Regions from separate parts of the Siniperca chuatsi genome. Here region 1 is linked to region 2. The links are chromatin contacts, called in public Hi-C maps. All regions are on one chromosome and are shown on one strand. Each heading gives the region's core, a stretch centred on a gene start, on an enhancer-like site or on the middle of the called end of the contact. The rest is flanking DNA. Distances are from core to core; before and after follow the strand shown.

Region 1 (5,439 bases), core at 336-2,835, 38 kb after region 2:
CCGAACAGATAGGGCCCATTCACAGCCCATCCTCACCTAGGCCTATACTCACCCAGTCTGGTCTTTCTTTACGTTTCCTCCCTATTTGTTATAAGATTAGCATGGCTCCTTTAAGGAAGAGGGCAGTGCCTAATGAGTGTGTGGGTGAGCGAGAGACAGAGTGACAGTGACTGCAATCAGAGCAGGCCGTTAGATCATGATGTTACAATGGTAGAGGGCTCATGGACGATGGCATCGTTCATCAGCCCAACCCTACAGCCTATAGAATGATACAACACAAGATTTAAGAAAGAAATGTAGATATAGCTGCAAACTGCAATTTCACATTTAAACCACTCATGGTATTCATGTCCAAGTAGAGGAATAAAAAAACTTAAAAAAAAACAATGAATCATAAACACTCCTTTTAAATATGGCACAGATGATCTGTAACTCATAAGTACTTAGAGAGTTCAATGGATCTAGCCTTTCCGCTGGCTTAGTCATAAGTACAACTGCAACCTATTAAACGTTTTGTTTGTCATTGCCAGTCACTTTCATCTGTTTTGATGAAACTGTGGTAGGCACAAAACAGGATTTCCCACAGCTCAATTGATTTCATAAACAATATTTGCTCAGCACAATGCGAGCAATATTTCCCATTCATATTTTGATTCTACCTCGTCCCTTAAAACAGGTGTCATGACACTTGGTTGAATGGATTAAGAGTTAAAAGTTTTTTGGCCTCAGTGGTTCCCCTTTAGGGTAACATTTGCAGGAATGACGACTATGACTATCAGATGCATGTAGTGGAGGGAAGAGTACATTTCCTGCTGAAATATGCACTCAGTGGCCACTTGATTAGGTACACCTGTACACTCTAATGCAATCTGAAACAAATGTTCTGCCATAAAAAGTCTACTGTTTGATTCCTGAACTCAATCAAATAAATCTGTCCAGTTTTTGTTGACACTTGTAGAGGCATTAATTAAATTATATGTTTTAGCATCAAGGCCATAATTAGTGATGGTGTTGTACTGGACTGCATCACGTAGAGAGGTGTTTTTAATACTGTGCCCTTCACATGTATGCAAATGTGAAGGAGAAACACATCTCAATATAATGTAGTCCAGTACAACACACACATTTAACTAAGAACAATGAATTTACACATTTCCTACAATGTAACCAAAAACTGAACATTATGAGCTTTGTAAAGATTGATGTCATGGCAGGGTTGTTGTATTGGATTGCATTGAATTGTACCTACAGGAGTACCTAATAAAGTGGCTGCTGATTGTAAGTGGCAAATAGCAACTGTGTAAAATGCAAACAGCCCAAATAAAAACTGGATTTTAGTACAGTAAATGTGCTGTCCACTAATGAGGCAAAAGGAATAAGGAAATTACATCCTATTAAGAAATAAACTAATGGAAATACAATAATTTCACAATACGACTATAATAAATGTCATTTGACACCATTGTGTACGACAGACACAGTAACTATACCAAGTAGCTGCTCCCTTTAGGACCACGAGTTTTCGTCAGGGATTATTAGGCTTCCATGATGTAATTACAGGCGGCGGACTATTGTGCTTCTAATACACGGTTTTCTGACTGAACTCCACTCCCGTTCACTGCGATGTTACTAAGGTGTTTTGGTTTGACAGAGGCGGTGAAGGCGGAAGGAAATATGACCCTCTGAGCCGGTCACACCCCCTTTCTCTTAACACCGCAGACTTCAGCCAGCACACACACACACACACACACGCACACGCACACACACATGCACACACTGACATAAAGTGGGCATAACAGCGCTGACACACAGAAGACCAGGGAGAAATAGCCATTTAACCAATTTCTGCAATATTACACCGTTTTGCCTGAATGTGACGCGACAACATTGAACGACAACGCCGACCGGTAAGGAGTTTATTATTTTTATTTTTCTCTCTAATTTTCGGGGAATAATCTGGTGTAAAGATGAAATAAATGTATAGAAAATTATGTATTTTCAATGGTAGCAACATGGAAAACGAGTCTTACGAGGCACAGGGATCATCCATGCCAAAAAGTCACTATATGAAATATGATTTGCCGCCAAGCTTCGAAATTACACTTCTGGGCACAAATAGCGACTGGAAAAGTATCAACATTTGGTCAGTAGGTTGTTAGACCATATAGTGTTTTATCTTCAGAGGGAGCCATTGCTCTAAATGATCTCCTGATGTGATGTTAAGTGTGTCCTCCGGATAGATTTGTTATTTTCTTTATTGAATGGTACACATGAGGAAACTCCAGGATGCACTGTCCAACCCATCCAGAACGTGATCCATTGGCTTTGATATGCTTTCATTTGGAGTAAGGTTATGTCATCTGAAGAAGTGTAGTGAAAATATCTGCGAAGTAAGGGTTGAATCATTTGCTGGAAGCTCAGCAGTCATAGCCTTAATATCATTATGCTGTTAGGCAACATTTATATTTTGAACGTTGTTTAATGATTCAGTGATTTCCAAAGTGTTTCCTCCGACCACCGGAGGGTTCAGGGGGGACTTCAATACAACAGTTATATGCATATATATTATAATTATGTTTTTAGTGGTTAGCCCAATGACAGAATGACTGTTGTGATTGCAGGTTTCACCAAGTTGTCCCTCCACCTACAGTAAACAGCTACAATCTTGAACCAAGCCTAACAAGTCATATATAGGCTACAAGAATTGTCTCATAGACACTAGTTTCCTGTAAATGCTTATCTAAATGGGGTTTGTGGTGCAATGTAAATCTCTTTCTAGGGTACACTGATGCGTAAAAGTTTGAAAACATTATCATGCAATTTCCTGTTGAGCTGCAGGATCCTGGTTGATCCTCTTTAACAAATACTAACAGCACAAAAGTAAACACACAATGAAAAGGTGTGCCCACGTCTAAGTATGCTTGCACAAACTGAAGTAGCACTACAACACATTTAGTTTTGTTTTCACTTGTGTGCGCGCTTGCCCCTTTCTTTGGGAGGATATACATTTAATCAAACTGAAACCTTTGCTATCATTGACATAGGTGGTACTCACATTTGTGCCACTTCTTTAGAGAAGAAACGTAATGTGTGCAAGCAACGTACACTCCTCAATTAATGAAATTTACTGGTGTTTCTACAGCTTAAGTGAAAGTATTCTTGTTATACAACATGCCACTCATAATTAACAACATAAACACTGACTGTGTCTTTATGCAGAGACTTTAAGGCGCAGGAAAACACAAACAACTGTACACATTTTGGAACTATAACTAATTTGCCAGGCTGTTCCCAACTGACCAAAATAGAGAGGACCTTCAGCTGATGAGTTCCCTCTTGTACGCAGCAGAGTTCCACAGACGTGGTGATGACAGACAGCTGAGAAGCATGTCGGTGTGAGGATGCCGCATTGACACCCTGCTGTATGCCATTTTTCCAGGCAAAAGTAGCCTCATATACATCGTAGAAACTGGCAGATGCTACTTTTACAAACTGTTGATTTTTGCTGTGAGAACTTTTTCAAATAGATATTAAATAGAATCATTCAAATAGAATTGAATGATAAAAAGCAGAACACATCCTTCCAAAAACCCGCTGATAATAGAATGATATTGAACTGCCTTAGTTAGCAGAAAGTTAACTGCAACTGGGATCATGTTATGTTATCATTAAACTTGTGGCCAAAGCCAGGCTGAATAGTGTTCTTTTCATTCATTGTAGATGATTAGCAAAAGAAAATGCAGCAAGCAATCTCTGGATCAGACCTAACTGAATGAATCAGGCTATTCAGAAGTTGTTGTTTTTTCATTTAATAACCCATGAAGGAAGCTGAAAGGTTTATCTTGCCTTAAACAGCACTGCCAGTGGCTTTGCTATCCATTAACTGCCTTGGCATGTGAAGTGTCTTCAGGGAATACTAAGAGGGACTGCCACATTTCAATAACCAAAGATTGTGCCAATGACAGTTGCTGTGGCTTTTCTGAAATAGCGAGCAGGGTGTCTCAGGGGCACATATAGATAGCAAATGTGATTCCAGCTGCCACTGTGGCATCCCAGTCTTAATGATAGGGCAGTTGATTGAGTGGAGTGTTTCTTTTCTTACACTTTGAGCTGTGTATCGAGTTGCCGGACCATTGTTGATCAGAGCTACTTTTGCTGTTACATGAAATAAACAGGTGATGAGGATTATACAGCTGTCGTTCTCTACTCCAAGGGGGACTCTTAGTCATGTTTGTGTGTGCGTGGTCTTGAACTTTTATCCATGTGAGAGAATCAGTTTAATTCGGTTTTAAACTATCTAAAAACATGTCTATTCACCATACCCTGTTCGGTTCGGTTAATTTTGGTCCTTTCCCGCAATTGTTTTCTAATCTACAATGTTGAAGAGCTGCTTTTTCTAGTCTTGCATGATGTTCCCATTAACACTGTGTTGTTCCTGGTCTGTTTTGAATAAGGTGGCCAAAGTTGTCCATTAAGATGCCAGTCAAACAAGTTCAAGATGATATTTTTGTGAAGAAGCTTATCTTTGGTTAATTATTGTTATGATTACCAATACTCTCTATTTTAGGATGATTCTGTTTATCCCAAAATCTTACAGCTGATGATTCAAGGATTAGATTATCAATAACAAGGAGACCCAGAAGATAAAACTCTGAGACTAAAACCAGGAACACTGAAGTTAGACTTTAAACCAGGAAATGTGTTGTTTTTCTTGGCACTGTGCTGCCGTTTGTGATTGCATCATTAAGTCTAGGATTTGGTACAGAGTTAACAAGTGTAATGGTATTAATGAGAAATGTCATTTCAGTGGTTGATAAGCAGATGGATGAGGTTGGCAGTTGGTGAAGTAGTTAGCTCAGTGTTAAGATGTGGTAAAAGTGAGAAAGCAGACATTAGGGGAAAAAATGTAAACTAAAAAGCCTCACAAGTATAGTAAGACACGTGTGTCAGTAACTGCATTTGTATGTCTGTAATCCCTCTAGTAGTGAGGGATTACAGACAAGGCTTACCGCAGCCTTTTTGAGAGGCTGAAATCTCAGAGATTAGGCTGCCGACCACACAGTGTGGAGCAGGGACAGCTGCAACTGGTTATCAATCAAGCGTTCAGTAAGGCTATCGAAACAGAACCCAATTTAATTCTACTAACTAGTTTTTATATTAAATACAGGAGGCAAGGACAGTCCACTTTCTTACATGCATATACTATACATACATATAGTCACACTATATGCTAAAATAAGGTTCTTGTGTGTTAATAAAGCAGTCATAATGTAATAGTTACTTTGGCTGGGGAAACTTAGCTCTGTATAGCTGTTTTGTATACAGTTTCTGCTGACACCCATTCAGAAGTTTCAAGGAAACTATTTTCAGCCATATGAAGATGAATAAGTGTCTTAAACACAGATGTGCTGGTTTTAAGCAATTTATTATAGTTATTTT
Region 2 (5,822 bases), core at 59-2,558:
GTCATACAGTATATATGACATTTGAACTATTGTTGAAGTTAAATACAGTATATTATTATTTATGTAATGATATTGTGAAATGGTTGGTGTAGAATACACTGCTGTAGCTGTTTTTATGCTGCAAAACAAACCTCACTGAGGACATTTAGCTATTTCCCATGTAATAAATGAAAAAGAAGTAAAACAGTAATCAGTAAAACTAAACAGGAAGGCTCCATGCATTATCACAGCACATGCATATCTGAATGAGACCTCACTCAACACTGGCCGTGATGTATGTAAGCATCAAGAATTTGATAGCCTGTTGGCTGATTCTAACCACAGCAAGTTACTATTTACGGCTTTTACAGGAATTGATGTGATCTCTAGTTAGCCCTTATATTTAAATAGTTTGGTTCCCTGTTGCTTGTGCCTCAATGTCAATTCAGCAGAGATAGTGTAAACTAAAGAGGAAATGCCCTGTTAATAGAATCATTTACATTTAATTGTTTACTGCATGTGCCAAACACTGCATGTGTACATAATTTTGTCTAAAATACTAATCATCAGCCTTATGCTCAAACTCTTTAGGATCTTGAGAGAGGAGCGAATAGCGAGGGAGACAGAGGAAAGGCAACGCAGGGAGGAGGAGGCCCATACCATGGCCGAGGAGCAGAGGAGGAGGGACGAAGCCCAGCGCCTGCAGGAGGAGAAGGAGGCTCAGGAGAGAGCCAAAGCCGAGCAGGAGGAGAACCTACGCCTGCAAAAACAGGTATGCTGACTGTCAACGGCCAGCATGCAGAGAAAGCACCTAAAATGGAAGTTGTTAACGCGGTTGGGTGTTAATGCAATGGACTGGTCTAGTTAGTCAGATAAGGGTGAAAGGAGCTTGCAAGTACTTAAAGCCCATGGTAATGACAAGGACCATCAAGCACCACTGTGACAGTTATTACTGCCTTTTGAGTAAAGGTCAAGACACACATGCATGCACTAACTGCATCCTGACATAATTCCCAGGCACTTTGCCCATCACACCACAAACTTATACGCTCTCCTATCTTTGGCAAACAATCGGTTTGTGGTGTTTTTCAGTGTCACTTGTTTACTGTCTCAGCTCAGCTGCTCACCTCACACTGACCTTTTTCGATAACAGGCTCGTTCAAAAGCACAGTCCAGTATTTCATACGTCAGTAGGATGTTGTCCTTAAAAGGCAAATATTAATCCAAAGTGGTGAGCTGGTAGCTACAATGAATGGGCCCTTTTTACTTTTCAGTTTGTCAAATAACCATTACGAGTAATATTGACTCTTCCTGTGTTTGTGGATGTTGCTGGGGAGAAGTAGAAGAGAATGATGCATGATTAGCAGAAACAGATTGAAACAGGAAATGTGGCTATTCATTACTGTATTTGTTTATCCTGTAGACCAGTAACATGATTAGCTCTGGCACTGTCTTATCTCTGTTATCCAGTTCTTATGCTTTGCTACCCCCTTGTGGTCTTTCACAGAAGTGGCATTTGTGGTTAAACATGATCCAATATAATTATGCAAAGGCTTAAGTATTGTATTTCGCTTTGAATGGTCCTCACGAGGCTGTAAATGTTGAAAATAGATCTTTTTGGCTCAAAGGTACAGGAAAATATCCCTTTTGTGGTTGTAAACAATAATTGCAGGGAGCAACCACACCCTTGTTATGTACAAGGCATGTTATTTTGGCTGTGTTTTTTTCCCCCTTCTGCCGGCATTAAAATTGTGGTTGGATTCTCGCCTGTGTGTGTTTCAGAAAGAAGAGGCTGAGGCTAGAGCCCGGGAGGAGGCGGAGAAGCAGCGTCTGGAGAGGGAGAAACACTTCCAGAAGGAGGAGCAGGAGAGGCTGGAGAGGAAAAGGGTAGGGCAATACATCTGTCCTCCCATCATTGTTCTTTCAGCCAGGTTTTTAAGTCACCCATTTCAAAACGGAAATGCATTTTTTTTTTTTTTATAATAAAAGTAGAAGTTTCATTCTCATTCCTTCCTTATAAAGACTATAAAGAAGGTTTTCTGAAAATCCTGACCTAGATTTTTTTGGGAAGAAAACTGATTGATTGAAAGTAGTCCTGGCTCTGCTCTCAACTGCATACATCTCAGACTAACACAAAATGTATTCTGTGTGTATTAATTTACAATAAGATCCATTCTTCATAAATGTTATTCTATTTATAATTTTGTCATCATGATTCCCCATACTGTAATTTCATTATGTTGCTCTATTCTGTACACACGGCATCTACTGCATGTTTGTCTGTCCTGGGAGAGGGATCCTTCCTCTGTTGCTCTTCCTGAAGTTTCTTCCATTTTTTTCCCAGTTAAAAAGGATTTTTTGGGGAGTTTTTCCTTATCCGAATCAAGGGTCTAAGGATAGAGGGTGTCGTATTTTATATAGACTGTGAAGCGCCCTGAGGCTTTGTGATTTGGGATATTGGGCTATATAAATAGAATTGACTTGACTTGACTCCCTCAGTGGAGGTATTATATTCTGGGGTATGTTCACTCTGTGGTCTGCCTTTTGACATGACAAAGGCAGGCTTGAAAGTCGATTCCCTGAAACCAAGATGAATGATGTTTTTGGCTTATCCTGGATTGGTTGTCTGCATGCCGTGATTTAATAGGGCTTAAAACTGTGTGTGAGCATGAAGCTATATATAAACATTAATAATGGAGACCTCCCTGTGTCAATCATCTGTGTGTGGATTTGTGCAGATCTTTGCACGTGTGTGTTCTGTACCATGGCCATCTACTCAAGTATGCCACCCACATCTACGTAAGCTCCGCCTCAGTATCCTAGCTAAGCCTTTCTTTCCCTCTCCTCATCTTCTCTCCATCTGAGAAAGACTCTTATCTAGGCATGTCAGGCCTGGCTCAGCCAGCCCAAGCCTGGTTGCTTGCTGGAATTAGCCCGCAAGAACAGCATGTCCTCTGCCCCAAAGGCTCGCTGCTTAGTCACACAGTACAATACACTGTTACTGACTGGCCCACTGTTGTTATCACCTCAACAAAGAGGAGTTTGTGGTCAGCAAGCACAGGTGGCTAAAAGTATCCTAAGGGGCAAAGTCCTGAGGCAGAAGTTTTGCAGCCAAACTAAATGCCGAAGCCATGAGTGTGTGAGCTGTCCATGAATAATCTTGGATCTTAAAAATGCTGAGTGGCAGCTGCAGTTATGGTCTTGCTCTCTCAGGCTAGCTGTGTCCTCAGATGAAGGTCGCATCTTGTATCAAACATCTGCTTTCTGTGCATACAAATTAGCCACACAGTTTGTATTTTAGTACAATACAGCACAGCTTTATCCTATTTCCTCTATTCTACTGTTCACAATTTGACCATCCTACGCGGGTGTTCCAGCCGAATACACAGTGCTGTTTCATCATTATTGACACAGCCCTCCACCTGGAGACATAAGAGCCTCAGTTGCATTCACTTCAAGCATAATGGTCTTAGATACAAGAGACATGATAACCGTTCTCACCAGTGAAGAGAAGCAATGAACAGCAAAATGTAAAACCTCAGTTTCTAGCAAAACAGTCTGACAAGGTGTGTGGGTTCCATCTAGCACACTAAACCTAACCCAATTTTTAACAAAGTTAAATAATGCTATTTTGTTGTGGATGCTATATTGATAACTTCCACATTTGATTATGTTATAAGAACTGAAACCTTTGTTATGAGAACTGAAACCTTTATTTCTTAACTTTATAAAACACATCTGCCCTGATCCCTTACTGTGTTGTTGTCCCATCATAGCAGAAAATGCATAGAAAATCTACAAACAAAACACTAAATAGGTTCTGTTATTGGCATTTTGTTCTATGTGGTATTTTCGTTGGTCTTATTCCTTTCTTTCTTTTCTCAGCGTCTGGACGAGATCATGAAGAGGACACGCAAGACAGATGGAGGTGACAAGGTACACATACATCAGTTTTAACCAAAACAACAAGCAAACATTTAACTTTCCAATAAATATTACTGAAATTATCTCCTATCTTCACAGAAAGAGACAAAGTCCTCCCCTCTCACACACGTCAATGACAAAGAGGCAGAGAGCAGCAAAGGTAAGCAGAACATTGTTCTGAACCAGTCTGCCTTTTACAAAACATCCTTAAGTGATGGAGGAAAATCATTACCCACCACAAGCCTTTAATCTGCAGGAAACATTTAGGGTAATTGTTGTAATTGATCTCCCATTAACATGTTATCTCTGAAGGGATTTAAAACAAAGTGCATGCCTTGTGACCAGAATCCACCTAAAAGTGGATTTCTAACTCTTACTGCTTCAATTAGCAAATCCACATGAATCCATCCACATACATAGTACATTTTAGACAGTGTCTGACTCATGTTATTGTAGATGAGCAATTAGGATTGATATCCTAGCTTTAGGCTGATATTTGATGAAACATAACTGTACCATGTCTCATCCTCTTCTTTTACCTCTTCCATATGTTAGAATAAAGTCACAGGTATTTGTTCTACTTTTGTTTTCATTTCCCATGTGAGTCAGCTTCACATCGCAGCATTTTCTATAAAAGGGTTATTAGATTATATCAAGTACAGCTGCAGTTTGAGTACTCTGTACTCTGTACAATAGGGCCCATGTGTGCTTGCTTGTTGTCCAAGCCGTGGGACTGAGGGAGTTAGAGAGGAAGAGTGGGCTCATGGCAACAGCCTGCAGCAGTTAGAATTTACTTTTGACACAAGTAATATATATGTGATGCTGCAAAAAGCCTGACTCATATCCACTGTTCCTACAACTTCTAATTGTGGAAAAATTTTCTTATTAACGCAACTGTTATTAAGAAGCATATAACTTGCACACCCTCTTTGTCTAAGCTTCCACGTCACGTACTGTAGATGATTAAGGGGATCAATGTGGTCTGGGAGATATGCTGTTTGTGGCAAAGTTCCCCAATGCAGGAAGACATTAGCCAGCCACTGATGTGGTCAGAGGCCTGGCAGGCATTTCCTCCATTCTAGTTAGGGGTGTGGAGATCTGTCTCAACCACAGCCATGTCCTCAGCAGAGCTGAGTTAGGGGAGATCTGGAATACAATGGGAAGGATGCTCCAGGAAAATGTGGCATCCCTTTCCTGCCTAATAGAGTTAGCCTGACACAGTTTAAGGATGATCATTAATGGAGTTGGATGTTGAATGTTGGTGTGCATGGTTTACACTGGATAAATGGCTGTTTTACTTTGTTTCTTCTAGCATCTGCTGAATATCAGCCAAAGCCAGAGGTCAACCTGCCCAATAACAAGACAGAAAATGGACAGACCAACGTCAAAGAAAGGTAAAACCATTGCTCATGTTTTTATCGATTTGAAAGTTTCTTTGTGCTCATGGTGATGCAAGACCACCATGAACAGTATAAAACTTGTATGCCAGACTAAGTAAGCCGGGAGTTGACTACCAATCAAGTCTGCAGGATGTTTGCATTGTAAACCTCAACGGAAAACACAGGGAGCCACATGATTCAGGCCCACGGTAAACAATTGGAGAATGGTTTGGTTTCTTGAAATGTTTACTCTTTGTATTTGAGCACGCTTCTTGGGGTAGATTTTAAAAAGAAACCTGTAATTGGACAGTGGTGGAATGAGTCATTTGTTTAGTCACTATGACTCACTCTGAGCCATCATAACTATAACCATATTCTGCTTTGTGTCTCCCCTCTCCAGCAGCCCCTCAGTGGTCAATGGAGTCCAGCCTATGAGACATGAAAACGGTCTATCCTCTAAAGGAGACACTGTCCACTTTGGAGATATCATCCATCTCGCAAATCATGGCAACACCACCAACGGAGCACGGGATAATTCTG

The links. Hi-C and Micro-C count contacts between places; a contact is called where the count stands out from the background.
Region 1: a Hi-C map of an unstated tissue shows a contact between it and region 2, with 3 times the contacts expected there. The contact joins the promoter of thrap3a here to the enhancer-like site in region 2. A contact is called at or near these places in 2 of 3 Hi-C or Micro-C datasets (skeletal muscle and an unstated tissue).

Annotation. Positions count from the first base shown.
Region 1 is chrLG9:9,079,919-9,085,357 of ASM2008510v1, forward strand. It overlaps thrap3a (thyroid hormone receptor-associated protein 3), which reads left to right and starts at 1,586. Exons shown (of 11, transcript XM_044208455.1): 1 at 1,586-1,907.
Region 2 is chrLG9:9,041,708-9,047,529 of ASM2008510v1, forward strand. map7d1a (MAP7 domain-containing protein 1a) reads left to right here. Exons shown (of 19, transcript XM_044208449.1): 13 at 571-751; 14 at 1,762-1,866; 15 at 3,865-3,915; 16 at 4,003-4,063; 17 at 5,216-5,297; 18 at 5,683-5,822. Among protein-coding and RNA genes, the nearest start is that of thrap3a, 37 kb to the right of the region's middle. Within about 2 kb of position 1,309, the one cell type or tissue checked has an H3K27ac peak away from gene starts, as active enhancers do.